2 separate regions of the Mus musculus genome follow, and region 1 is linked to region 2. Evidence: chromatin contacts called from public promoter capture Hi-C data. All regions are on one chromosome and are shown on one strand. The core of a region is the stretch at or near the end of the contact, and the rest is flanking DNA. Distances in the headings are between cores, read along the strand shown.

Region 1 (6,315 bases), core at 1,096-3,595, 270 kb after region 2:
CTTTGTTGGTATGGTAGGGAGAAATTAGGTAAACAGAAGCAATGTTCACAGAATGCAACTGAATATTTAAACATGTAGTTTAATCAGCCAGTCTTTATCTCACAAGACCCTGTTCAAAACAGGGTAAAATGAAAAGTGAAATAAGACATAGATGATCCCTCTAGAGAGTATTTGTGAGAAATTAAAATACTCACAGGAGCAAGCTAAACTCTGTAAAGGACATCTGTGTATGTGCTAAAAATAAAAGGGTAGAAGAATTCACATACTAGATCTATGAACATGGATTATTTATTTCAACAGCGAGAAAAAATGTAGGAATGGGGAGTAAAACTTACCAAAAGAAAAAAAGAGAGCTTTGGAAAAGAAAAGAGCTTCCTTTTTACAAGCTAGCCTCAGACACATAATCATTTTATCTCCAGGCTACCTTCTTCCAGATCATAAACTTTTTTCTTTTTTTTAATAGAGCCTCTTTTATCTTAAATTACCTCATAGAAAAATCTTTGTTGTAGCAGTTGGCTAGCAAGCAACCATTAGAATATTGGGTAAGCTCATTACTACAAAGTAGAGTAACATTTATTAAAAATGTTAAATTGCTTAGGCATTTTAAGATTACTACATAAGGCCAATAGTTAATTCTAAGGAAAATCTAATATGGCAGAAAATATTAAAAAATACATGTTTCTATGAAAATATACTCATTTAACATACTTTGAAAGTATGTATTGTTTCAATCCTAATGATTGTTAAAAAGTGGTTATTTAACAGTGGTTGTTAGAAAATGAGAATATATAAAATATACTGATTTATAAATTAAGTAGGTCTTTATTACCTATCCAAAAATCACCAGCCCACTATCAAATATCCATAGTGAATACATTCAGAGTAGATATTTTGCCATTAGTCATAAAACTACCTTTATATCCCCTTTTACATTTTACTGCAGTTAAAGTATATCAATGAAATTGAAATCCATAACATTTTATTTCATTTCCAATTTGAAAATGTGATTTAAAACAGTTGACACTTAAAATATATTGTAGACATCTCGTGTATCGTTTCCTTGGGGCCAGCAGCTGTTCAGTGCAACCCTGTGATAATGTTTCACAACTAAAACAATTGGAAGTAATGCAATTTCCCCCAAGTGCTCTGAGCCATCTACACACAGCACAGAATAATTATGGCCAAAAAATATATTATGCTAGCCAGATGGTTCTATTTTCTAGTCTTCCTTTGTACAAAGGAGCCAACCAAGGAAAAGGAAATTTTAGTATCTATATAGTTGGATTTTTAAAGGTGGGGGGGGAGATAACCTGGTTACATACGCACTCAGCACATTACATGAATGCTGACTTCAACAAAGCTTTCAAAACCAGTTCTTTTGTGCTACCTGTCAAATAAGCCAACCATGTACAAGTCAAAGGGGAAGCTAAACAAAGCTTTTTCCTGCCCTGGGGAAGACTTTTAAAAGTTCGTTATGGCGCTCATAAATGAACCAGGAAAGGAAGCACCGAACTTTTCCCAAACAGGCTTGGGTCCAACTAGCAGGCTTTCAGCATGGCCCGATGATTATAGGACGACTGATCCCAGAGCAACTCAGAAGTAGGGAGACACAAGGGACATTGCAGAACACCCATGAGTTAAGCCAACACTCAAGCACATGCGCACAAAGCTTGCACACGTGAGCAGGCTTTGCACATGCGCGCGCAGTCCCCTGACAAAGCTGGGGGAGGGAGGTGGGTCCTCATCCGGGCTGAGGGACCGGACCCACATGGCCTTCCAGGTACTAGAGGCCAACCAAGAGCGCCGAGGAAGCCCCTGAGGCCAAGCCCCTGGTGCCCGCCCCGCCCCCAGCACACACACTGCGCATGCTTAGGGACTTGGGGACTCCGTCAGGACTAAACTGAGGCCTCCCCCGACTCCAGGCGCAGCCACGTGGTCACGCTCTTTACCACAGCCCAGGCCGCCGGGGCCTCGCGCCTCACAAACTCCTCACAAACTCCTCCCTGTATGGTTGCCCTGGATTGGCGTGACCAGTGCCGCCCACACCGCGTGTCCTCATCACGGCCACCCCGCTGACCTGCCCCACCTACAGCGCAGCACACCGCAACCTGGCAACCGCCTCCGCCCGCAAGGGCCGTCGAGTAATGGCGCCTCCTCGCCTCCCGGGCGCCAACGGAAAGTGGGAAGCGCTCGCCCAATCAGAGCCAGCCAGCCACCCAGGCCACGCCCCTTACCCGCAGACACTTTAGGCTGTGGGCGCACACGCAGCGCTTCTGGGAAGGGTCGGTCGGTTGCCCCACTTCCGATGACCCCTGCCCTGTCCACGATGGGTCAGCCGGAAGTGATGGAAAGCAGTCTGTAGGGCTCTCCAGCTGCTTTCCTATTCTGAGCCCCGCCCAGAGTGGTGATGCTGCGCTGGGGAACCGCCTGCCAGCAGGGGGCGCTGTGCCGTGCCAGTTCCACCTAGGGAGGAAACATGGCGGTTAGGAGAACCTGCAGTCACTGTGGGACTCCACCACCCCTCAACTAGGCAATCCTCATGCCCAGGCCATAGGGGAGTGCTGTGGCGCCTCCATTTTCCCTGTGCCCTAAATTTATAACATGGTGGCCCCGTCTTTTGACAAATTTCACCATCATGCACGATGCTGCCTGCTTTGCATTGCCGTGACAGACAATAACTGCTTTATTCAACCCTTCGGTTATCCTATGATCTAGTGGAAACTCCATGGCTTCACGTGAAGAGAGTTAAATATTGATATAGGTGGTGCCAAATCAAAGTTTAAAATGGTATTTATTATTAGTATCTTTATTTTTTATCTAAAAAGGCAATGGTTGTTTAAAAATACATAAAGCAGATGATTTTGCTAGTGTGCCCCTCAGTTGTGGTTGGTATGCATCCTTAGCTGTTCCTGGGGCATGAGATCTAATGTCTACTTACCCCACATAGAGCTCCAATGACAGCCCAAAGGCAGGGTTCCACCCATGTCTAGCTTAAATAACAGACCTTGCCCGGCTTCCTTACAGGATGCAAGTGACATCGAAGCGGCCGTATCACCGGATAACCTAAGCCCAGCATGGATGATTAATGATGGCTTCCCCATAGTTGTACCAGCAGAGATGCTACACTCCCTGAGGCACCCTTCCACCCCTTATATACCCTAGCAGCACCCAAGCCGACGAGCCAAGTGCAATTACCGCAGAATTACATCTAGCTGGAGAGGGAGAGAATCAGCTGACAGCCCAGTGACCACTGCACCCAATTCTTTGAAGGAATGTCAATAGTCAACAGGTCAATGTTTCTCAAGTCATAACAATAGTAACAGCTGCTCTCATGAAGATGACAGCTGTGATGCTCAGTGGCCAGCACCCCTTTCTGATTTAATTATGCTTTGGAATGTGCTTGAAAAAAGTGTGTGTGTATGTTTGTGTGTGTGTGTTCAAATCACAGAATAAAACCTACAGCGTTTCTACCTTTGGCTTAGCTAGAATTACAAACATCATTCCAACTTTGTGCCTTGTTAAACTGAATTTTGAACCCACTCCTCACTGAACTGAGAGTCTCATGCATGCCAGACAAGTGGTCTACCATTGATTTATATTTCCAGCTTTCTTTATACTTTCTGAGACAGGATCTAAGGTGCTCAGGTGGGCAACTTGAACTTGAGATCCTCCTGCCTCAGTTTCCTGAATGGCTGGAATTACAGGTCCAAGGAGATCCTAATTAAAACAAAACAAAAAAAATGTAAAACAACCTGAACAGTTGACAGGCTTTTAGAGGGTGTTTCAGATAATTAGTTTTCAATGATTTTTTTGAATGACTTAAGTACTAACAGTATATAATACAACATGTAAGATCAGAGTGTGTCAACCTCATCACCAGAGACTTACATCATCATCTTCACACTGGGCTTTCTTGTAATAGACTTACCATCCTCCATGATGCAATCTAGTGATTTCTCAACTAGCTGCTTGTTATAGAGACAAAAAAAAAAAAAAAAAAAACCAAAAAACAAAAAAACAAAAAACAAAAACAAAACAAAAAAAACCGTGTCTTTAAACAGTAACATGAATAAACAAAGTATCTAAGTCAATTTGTCAATTTGACACAAACCTAGATGTTATCTGGGAAGAGGGAATCTTAATTGATAAAAGCCTCCAGAAGATGGTCCCCTAGGCAAGCCTTCAGGGTATTAATTAACAATTGATATAGAAGGGCTTTGCTCACTGCAGGCAATGTCTCTCCCTCCCCAAGATCCTGGGGTGGGTAAGAAGGCAGCCTCAGTAAGCTGCTGGGGCAGGGAGGAGAAAGTCAGTAAGCAGTACTCCTCTATGGCTTTTGCTTCTGGCCCTACCTTGAATTCCTGCCCTGACTTCCTTCAGTGACTGACTGAGGAAAGAGACCTTTTCCTCTCAGAGCGTCTTTTGGTCACTTTGCTTTATTGCAGTAATAGAAAAGTAAGACAACTCATTGAATCTTACCCGAACTGTTTGTTTTTATTTAAAGGCTCGAGACCATAGAGTTTGAAAGAAAACCTTATCAGTCATTATCAAAATCTGGTTTCCAGTCACGAATTTTTTTTCTGCAGTGCCAAAGATTAAACCTCTTGCCTTGTGTTAGTCAAGCTAAGAGCTGTATCTTTCAACGCTTTTCACGTGCATTGTTTAAGTGCTTATTGGAAACAAGCTGTGGGCCATCTCTCCTGGCAGAGTGCATGGAGCTGGATAGTCAGTTGACTGTTAAATTTGAGGTGAGCTGGCTGTGGAACTCACCTTTCTGAGCCTCACTGTTTTCAGCTAAGAAAATGTGGGTTATTATCAACTGGACAGCATGACTGATTGACTCCCAACACACCAAAAATCTCAAATCTTGGCCGAGCAAATAAGACAGGGCACACTGAATGCTAGTTTTCTTCTTTCACAATGTGTAAGAGTTTGTACTCTGCTGAAAGTCACAGTGTAAGCTGGGCTCCACAGGAGTCACAGAGGACTATAAAAAAATAAAATAAAATTATCACTGCCCTAAACTCTGACCTATAGCGTAATTAAGATACTTTAGTTTTTATAAGCACACACTATTGTACAGGACTTCTTCCAAGCCATGGAACCTGGCTGCGTTCATGAGTTTGGCTGGCCTGCTTGCCAGAAACCATCATAGCTGGGCTTCTTGATGGTTGACCTTTTCTCTTGGAAGGAGGGGGTGGGAGGGGCGATAGGAGCTTCCCCTGAGTGCAGCCGGCCTCCCAACCCAACCAGTCATCAATGCAGTTCTGTTCCAATTGCAATGGTCTCTGAGTCACTGTAAAGGGATAGACCCGTGGGTCACAATCCCAGAGGTTACGGATATCCTGCATATCAGATATATTTACATTACAACTCCTAACGGTAGCAAAATTAAAGGTATGAAACAGTAACGAAATCTTTTTATGGTCAAGGGTCACCACAACATAAGAAACTGTATTAAAGGTTGGAAGCATTGGGGAGATGAAGAACCACTGGGGGAAAGGGTAAGGGCGGGAAGGGTTATGGGAGTGCACTCTCTCTGCACAGCCCTGGGGAAGTCTTCATCACTGCTGGGTGCAGACCATTCACTGTGGCTGCATTAGGTCCCACTACTCCTTCCTGTAGCCCCTTACCCATTGTCCCCAAATAAGCCTAACGAACTCACTGGTCCCCAGAGAGAACTAGTATGTATAATTGTACCATGAGCTAGGAGAAGGGGTGTGTTTTGTTTACATCTTCCCAGGGAAAGCATTTTAGCAACACATATACAACTCTACTGCTGATGCAGAAGCCCCTCCCTAGAAGACCCAGCCCCCATCCATCTGAAAGATGTCACCCACCGCCAAGATGTTTCAAGTTTTGTCTTCTGGAATGAGGCCACAGCACACACCAGTTTAACAAAGGGACTTTTTTTTTTCACGTTTTAATATTCAGGCTCGAGTAAAACAACTTGAAGTGACAGGCAGTAAAACACAACTCAGCGAGTGCACAATTGACAAACACAGTTTTAACATCTCAACAGGCCTAAAGTGTGTCTTAGGGTCAGAAAGTTCACCCTGAATTATCTCTACAGCGTTTTATTTATTTATTCATTTATTTATTTAACCAAGCAGAACTATCTCTTAGAGCTGATGTGTCTTAAAGGCACCTTCAGGTTCTTTTAGTTTTGATGATGCGTCATTTACTTTTCTGTAACCAGAACCTGCGGACCAGTGAGGGGCTTTCCCACGGACTGTAAAACTCTCTACGTGCTCCTGAACATCAGTGCTCCCCAAATTTCTGGCCTGACTTGAAGAGTCTGGACGATTCTCTTGC
Region 2 (6,698 bases), core at 1,153-3,652:
GGAACACCAAGCTGGGCCCTGCCAGGAGGGTACAGGACACCAGGCTGGGCCCTGCCTCTTTGCAGGAATGGTAGAAATCTGTGTTATCCTTCCAATGAGCTTTGTCCCGGATCTTCCCTTTACCTGGAGATACCTCCCATGGTCCTGATTGGCTGCTTTCTCATGCCTTTGTTCCCTGAACATCATTTCTTCTCACCAGGCCCACCCCTCCTCCAGGGAGGCCTCCCTCTCAGCCTCATGGCTTGTCTGTGAGTTATCCATAGAGTACTACCAAACCAACGCCAGGCCCCATTTGTTTACTATGCTTCTCTGGGAAATCGCAGGTGTAGCCACACAGACGGTGCTCAGGAAATCTTTGATAGACTGGCAGACACATCTATGAATCAGCACTCTCTGTAAGAATGTAGCCTGCTCGGACAATGTGGGAGTGAACTGGTCCTCCTGTGGGCTTTTCCTTATCTCTTCTGGGTTCACATACTGTGTGTCAGTGTGTGTGTGTGTGTGTGTGTGTGTGTGTGTGTGTGTGTGTGTGTGTGTTTCCAGATGCCCTGGGGCAGCCACATTGGTCCTCAGGGTTACTCTAAGTTGGGGAGAAACAGCTTTAGGTTTTCTAACCCAGGATACCGTTGTTCACTTGATTCTGAAGGGGGGACAGGTAGGCTGCCAGGTGAGAGCCTCAGCAGGTGAGAGGGGAAATCCAAGTGCTCTTCAGACCCAACATCAGCCTAACACCTCCATGCACATTTTAAAGGAAAAAAGAAAACTTTTCTAAAATAACTGGCGTACTACAAAGCTCACCCCTGTAGCATGTAGACGTCTGTGGATTTTTAGTGAATGTAGAGTCAGGAAACTGTTCCCACAGGCCAATTTTAGATTATCCTGAGTATCTGGGGTTACCTCAAGGAAACCGTGCACCCATTTGGCTATAATCTCCTTCCTGTTCTGCTCACTGCCCTGTCCTGGGCACCCACAAAGCCTCACTTTTATCCTTCAATGCCTCTTTGCAATGGGGTCAGAAGAGAGAGAACATCTCATGCTGTCTTCTCTCGTGCGTGTGTCTCCTGGCCTGCCACGATGCTTACATCTCACTCTTTTTCTTGGAGATAGGTTTTCACTGTCTAGCCCCTAGCTGGGGTGGCTCCAAAGTCATGAATTCCACCCCAGTCAGCCTCTGGAATGTGGGGATTACAGGTGGGAGCCACCATATGACACTAATCAGTTGACAGATGGCTGGTTTGCTTGTGTTTTTGGACCACCATGAAGGGTGGTCTCCTGCTCAGTCTTGAGGTGCATCTAGTTCATTTATTCCAGAGAGTTTATGGAAAGGAGGGAGGGAGGGAGGGAGGGAGGGAGGGAGGGAGGGAGGGAGGGAGGGAGGGAGGGAGGGAGGGAAAGAAGAGGAGATTGAGCTCCCACTCCAGATTACTGAGGCCGGGAACTTCTTGGACAGGGATCTGCACACCAACCAGGAAGCCACATCCTTACAATGTGTGTGCCAGCCAGGGTCTGAGAATGACCTAGTCTACAATTTAAGGCTCTCCTGCCTAGTGTGTGCCCAGTGATCAGAAAGAGTGGGTTTTCTATGCTGCTTTGAATTTTAGAACTTTATTTTGGAACTTGAGCCATCATCTGCCCAAGAGTGAAGTCTAAGCACTTTTCCTATTTCTTGCAGTATCCCCTGGGCATCTTCCAACCCAGCGAGGTGACACAGCAAGGTCCCCGACCCTTATAAGACTTTCCTTTCCTAGTTTTTCCCACTGCAGGGGAGAGGAGTTGCCAGCTCACCTCCAAGCTCCTCCTAGGAAAGGGAGAAAGGCTTCCTTAGGCAAGGGGGAGGGAACTTCCTTGCTGTTCCCTCTAGTCCTTGGTCCCCTCAGTTTCCTTAAAGGTGAAACTCCCTGACAGGCACCTATGCCTATGGGCTAAGGAATGGATAGAGGGGAAGAGAGTAGTGCCCCACAGGTCCTGACCAGGCACTTGATGCTGCCCCCTTTTCGTTGTGGATAGGTGAGCATAGGGAAGACCATGTCATAACCATCTCCAAGAGGAGGGCCAGGAAAACCAGCCGCCAGGATCTGCCTGGAGAGTGCCTTCAAGGGAGGCACCGCCCTCGCCTCAGGGCTCCTCCTTTCCTGTTGGTGGAGGGCGGGGTGGGAGGAAAGACTGGGGAGGGGGGAGAGGGCATGTGGCTGCTTTCTGTCCTAGAGCCCCAGGTATGGTGGTGGGCGGATCATAACCTACGATCCAGTCCATATGTCTCCCCGGCCTCTGACAGTCCAGGTATTTGAGACCCCTCCCCATCACCACTCATTCTCACTCCCAGCTTCGTGACGTCATGCTCCTCCCATGGCATGATGGGAGAATCCTAATGTTTTCCAACAGATGCTCCAAGAACAGCTTTCAGATTAAAGCAATTGCAAGAGCAAAGATTCTCCTTTTTCCCTTTTTTTCGGGGGGGTGGGGGGTGGGGTGGGGGGAGGGAGCACCCCCAGACATTCCTGGACATCTCCCCCAGCCCCAAGCACGCCATAAACACTGACAAGAAAAAGTTTTTATTTCCTGGTTCAACTTTTTTTTTTCCCCTGGAATATAAGCAGAAGAATGGGAATAAATACGAATAAATAACAAAGCGAGGCCGCGCAAGCCGGGATGCGCCTGGCTGCAGCCTGCAAGGCTTTTGTCTCCCCACCCTGAAGCCAGCCTGGCGTCCTCCTCCGTTCTTTTTCTTTCCTGGTCCCTTTTGCTTTTCCTTTTAAAAAAGACGCCCTCTCCAGCCCCCTCGCCGGTGACCTTGGCCGCCTAGGATGCTCTGATTCCGCATCTCCCTCCAACTTGCCCCTGCGTCGCCTTTCCCATGGCCGCATCCGAGGACGGCAGCAGCTGCCTTGTGTCGCGGGGCCGCTCGCAGAGTGACCCCAGCTTCCTCAGCGACTCCTCAGCCACCTCCACGGACGCCGGGGAGAACCCAGGTACTGGGCCCGGCGGGGGCGGCCAGGCGGGGTGGGGGAGACACGAGGCAGGTGGCATGGGGACCATGTCCCCACGCGCCACAGCTCCCCCCGCCCCCGCCTTTACTGGGGGGGACAGCGATCCGATTCAGGTGCCACGAGGGCCCGTGATTCCTGTCCCCAGCAAACAGGGCTGCCTCGGAGCCCTTTGTCCAGAGAGGAACCGCTTTGCTGGTAGAGCTAGGTATTCTGCAGTGTGCTCTGTTGGCTGGCTGCTGGTCTTTGAACCCCCAGTAGGGAGTGCCATGGTGGGCAGCTGACTGACCAGTGGAAGGGTCTTCGTGTCACCTCCGCCCAGGGCTGGTGCCTACTCTGCCCTCTGTCCAGGCCCTTCTATGGTCCTGTACAGGGTCCCCACCCGAAGGATCAGGGCAGCAGTACACTCCTGCAGCCACCGTGCCCAAGGCTGTCAATGGGCACCAGGACTCCAGCCAGGTCTGGCGCACCTGGGCGCGCCCGCCTCCCGGGACAGGTGTGCTGGACAGAGCTGCTGTGGGGAAATGAAGGGTGTGAGGCCAACGGGCATTGCCGGGGTTTCTTTCTGCTCTGTGTCCACTCTTCCACATTCAAGGCAATGTGGATTGTTTAGGTGATAAACAGGTCACAGAGGCATCTATGTGGCTTGATTGATGACTTTCCTTGGGACCAAGAAAGGCCTAATGAAGCAGGAGGGGGTGGGCTGTGTGCTCTGTCACCATGGAGACGCAGGAAGCAAAGTGATCATTAAAACCTTTCTCCACCAGAAGGCAATTTTCACTTCTGGGGAGAAGTCAGAGCTTCTGAAATGGATCTTTCAAAAAAAAAAAAAAAATCAGAGCTGGTGTGTGTGTCAAGTGGAGGGGCTCAGTTCTGTGTCTTCATGAGGTGCAATCCCTCTTAGTTGCTGTTTGATAACACCTTGCCTTGCCTTCCTTTGTACACTTCTCTTTAAATCCAAGGACTCATGAATGGGGGCTGAATGGTGTTAAATGATTGTTAAATAATGGCATTAAATCCCAGGGGCCAGCAAAGACTGCCTTTGTAGGGAGAGATTCCATAAGAGCTATACTGCCCAGAAAACCCCCTTTTAAAAAGTAGCTCTGAGGGACCCAAAGTGGAAGAGTGAGGGGGAGGACGGAAGGAGCTGAAGGGGATTGCAATCTCACAGGAAGAACAGCAATATCAACTAACTGGACCCCCACGAGCTCCCAGGAACTAAACCACCAACTACAGAGTACATATGGAGGGAGCCATGGCTCCTTGGTCCTGTGGAGGCCCCAGTGTAGGGGGATGCTAGAGTAGTGAGGTGGGAATTGGGGGGGGAGTGGATAGGGGAGTACCCTCATAGAGGTAAAGGGCAGTGGGGATGGGATGAGAGGTTTTGTGGAGGGGAAACCAGGAAGGCAACAACATTTGAAATGTAAATAAAATGCAATAACCAACATAAATAAATAAACAAAAATAAAGTAGCTCTGTGGGTACCAGGACCTGTTATGGAAATTTTAAGCCATAAACCCACCGAGTCTTATAAGATGTCTTTGTTAGGACTTTGGCAGAGTCAGTCACATCTGCTCACCTCAATGTGCCAGGAGAGGGAGTCCCTGACTCTAGGAGGGCAAGTTGATTTCCATAGTTTCCAGGGCAGGCTGCAGCAAGCAGACCCTTAAGTCATTAATGAAGTCTTCCCTTAGTCCTGTGTAACACCCATGGCAGATAGCTTTCCTAGCTCTCAGAGATACTGTGGAAGGTGAATGGTCCCTTACCAGACAACTACTTCCACTCCTTTGTCTCTTTGGCAGTAAAAAGAGGCAAACTTGAAATGATGGTGGATTTAGCTCTTTGGCTGTCCATGAGCTGATGCATCCGTGGGAGGCAGTAACAGGTTTGGCAGGTGGGCTGCTATCTGTCCACGAGGGAGCAGGGAGGAGGGCTCCGACGCCCAGGATGAAATCTAGCATGGGAGGACATGTGCTGGAGCCGTCGACAGGTTAGAATGGTTAGAATGGAGCCAAGCGAGCAGCTATGGGGGAGTGAAAAGTCTAAAACTCTATGAACTGTAGGGCCAGGTATTGAGCATCTGTGGATTGTGTTCAGCAGTGGAGTTCTGGCCAAAGAGAAAATCTTCAGGTTGAGAGACATCCACAAACCTGAAACAGTAAGGGTGGGGTGTGGAAGGTGCTTGCATATGTGGAAGGTTGTGGGAGACAAGCTAAATGTGATGTACCACCTGACTGCCTGGGATGTGCCAGGGCTTCCAGAGAGTCTGATGTTCTAGTCAGTTCTTGTCACAGCCCTTCATTTGACCCTCCATGCAGGTTCCCTTCCCTCTGGCTACCTGCTGCTCTAGCTGGGCACTCCTGAATGCTGAACCCAGCCAGTAGCGGCACAATGGCCAGATTCAGGTACATAGAAGAATGGCCTACCTCCATCTAGAGTCTTTGTTTTTATAAAACAGTCCTAAATTGCTTTTACCCTTCCTCAAGGCATTTTGAATTTAACGACATTCTCTTAGTCAAATCTCAAAAACGTTCTTGGAAAACCAAGCTCAGGCTGCTTTGGCCCCTCGTTCTCCCCATCAGTACTACCTTGTAGTCCCCCACTCTGATATTTGCTCTTCCCTTCCTGATACAGGACCAGATGGGTGGAAAACAGCCACAGGGGTGTGGCATGTGGGCAAGTCTTCACTGTGTGATCTAATTGCCTTGGCTATGGGGAGCTTACCATACCACTGTGTCTATGTCTGTTTAGAGAACTCTCGCCCTGAGGAGATGTAACTGAATGGCTAGTCCTTCCCTCTAGAAAACCAATGACTGATCTAGACACAATTCTATCAAAATCTAATATGGAAAAACCTGAGAGTTTATTGGGTTTCCTTACAGAACATAGATGAGTGGCTACTTACGGGAATGTCGGCAACTTCAAAACAGCTCCACTACCAGAGGATCTAACCCCAGCATGGATAACAACTGCATGGCCAACCGTCCAGGGTGGATGAATGGAGTTCTTTACCCCTCCATGGTCTCATATACTGTAGCACTTCCCAAGGCTACAAGGTCACATTTCATTAAGGACGTAGGACAGAATTATATACAACTAACAGGGAGAGGAGGAGAGGAGGGGCTGGGATCTCAGGTCGGAGTTCATTAGCCCTCTAGCCCCTCCTCTGTAAGAGAATCTTTGCAGTCAATGCACCTGACCTCAGGGGTCTTTTGCAGATAGTCCCAGTAGATGGGACAGAGATAATACCTGTTGTACTCAGAGGACAGCATTTCCCAGCCGCCTCCTCTCTGTAAGCAGTCATGCAGCGATAGTCTGAGGAATGTGCTTTCTAGTTTAGCTGTGAGGAGTTGTGTTGTGTCCCGTGTTTACCCATGGTGGATAACATGGTGCTGGTGTCCTGAGCAAAGTCTGATTAGTGCTCTTATGATAGCCGGATGCCAGCTCATGGGATCTCCGAGCCATAGGAGTCCACACTTGTTACGGTGATGACATTGCCCTTTCTGCTCAGTATATACTGTTTCACACTTCTTACGGGAGCTGTTGCAGACGGTGACACTACCTTCTGCCCCAAATCTTGCCAATACCCCAGGTCATGAGTTTGTGTTTCTTAGCACGAAGGGTGACAAATGGGATCTGTGATAACTTGCAATTCCTCAGTTGCACTGAGCGTGTTCTTGTGGCTTCCTCTTGTACAGTTTCTCAGCATCCCCC

What was found. Capture Hi-C pulls out chosen DNA fragments and counts their contacts.
Region 1: a contact with region 2 is called in a promoter capture Hi-C map of pancreatic islet. The contact joins the promoter of Sycp2 here to the promoter of Phactr3 in region 2. A contact is called at or near these places in 1 of 39 promoter capture datasets (pre-B cells), 1 of 115 datasets of contacts at active chromatin or transcription factors (embryonic stem cells) and 2 of 9 other capture datasets (adipose tissue and pancreatic islet).

The regions. Positions count from the first base shown.
Region 1 is chr2:178,405,313-178,411,627 of GRCm38.p6, forward strand. It overlaps Sycp2 (synaptonemal complex protein 2), which reads right to left and starts at 2,346. Exons shown (of 44, transcript NM_177191.3): 1 at 2,235-2,346. It overlaps Ppp1r3d (protein phosphatase 1, regulatory subunit 3D), which reads right to left. Exons shown (of 1, transcript NM_001085501.2): 1 at 5,894-6,315.
Region 2 is chr2:178,139,531-178,146,228 of GRCm38.p6, forward strand. It overlaps Phactr3 (phosphatase and actin regulator 3), which reads left to right and starts at 2,403. Exons shown (of 13, transcript NM_028806.2): 1 at 2,403-2,969. The coding sequence starts at 2,855.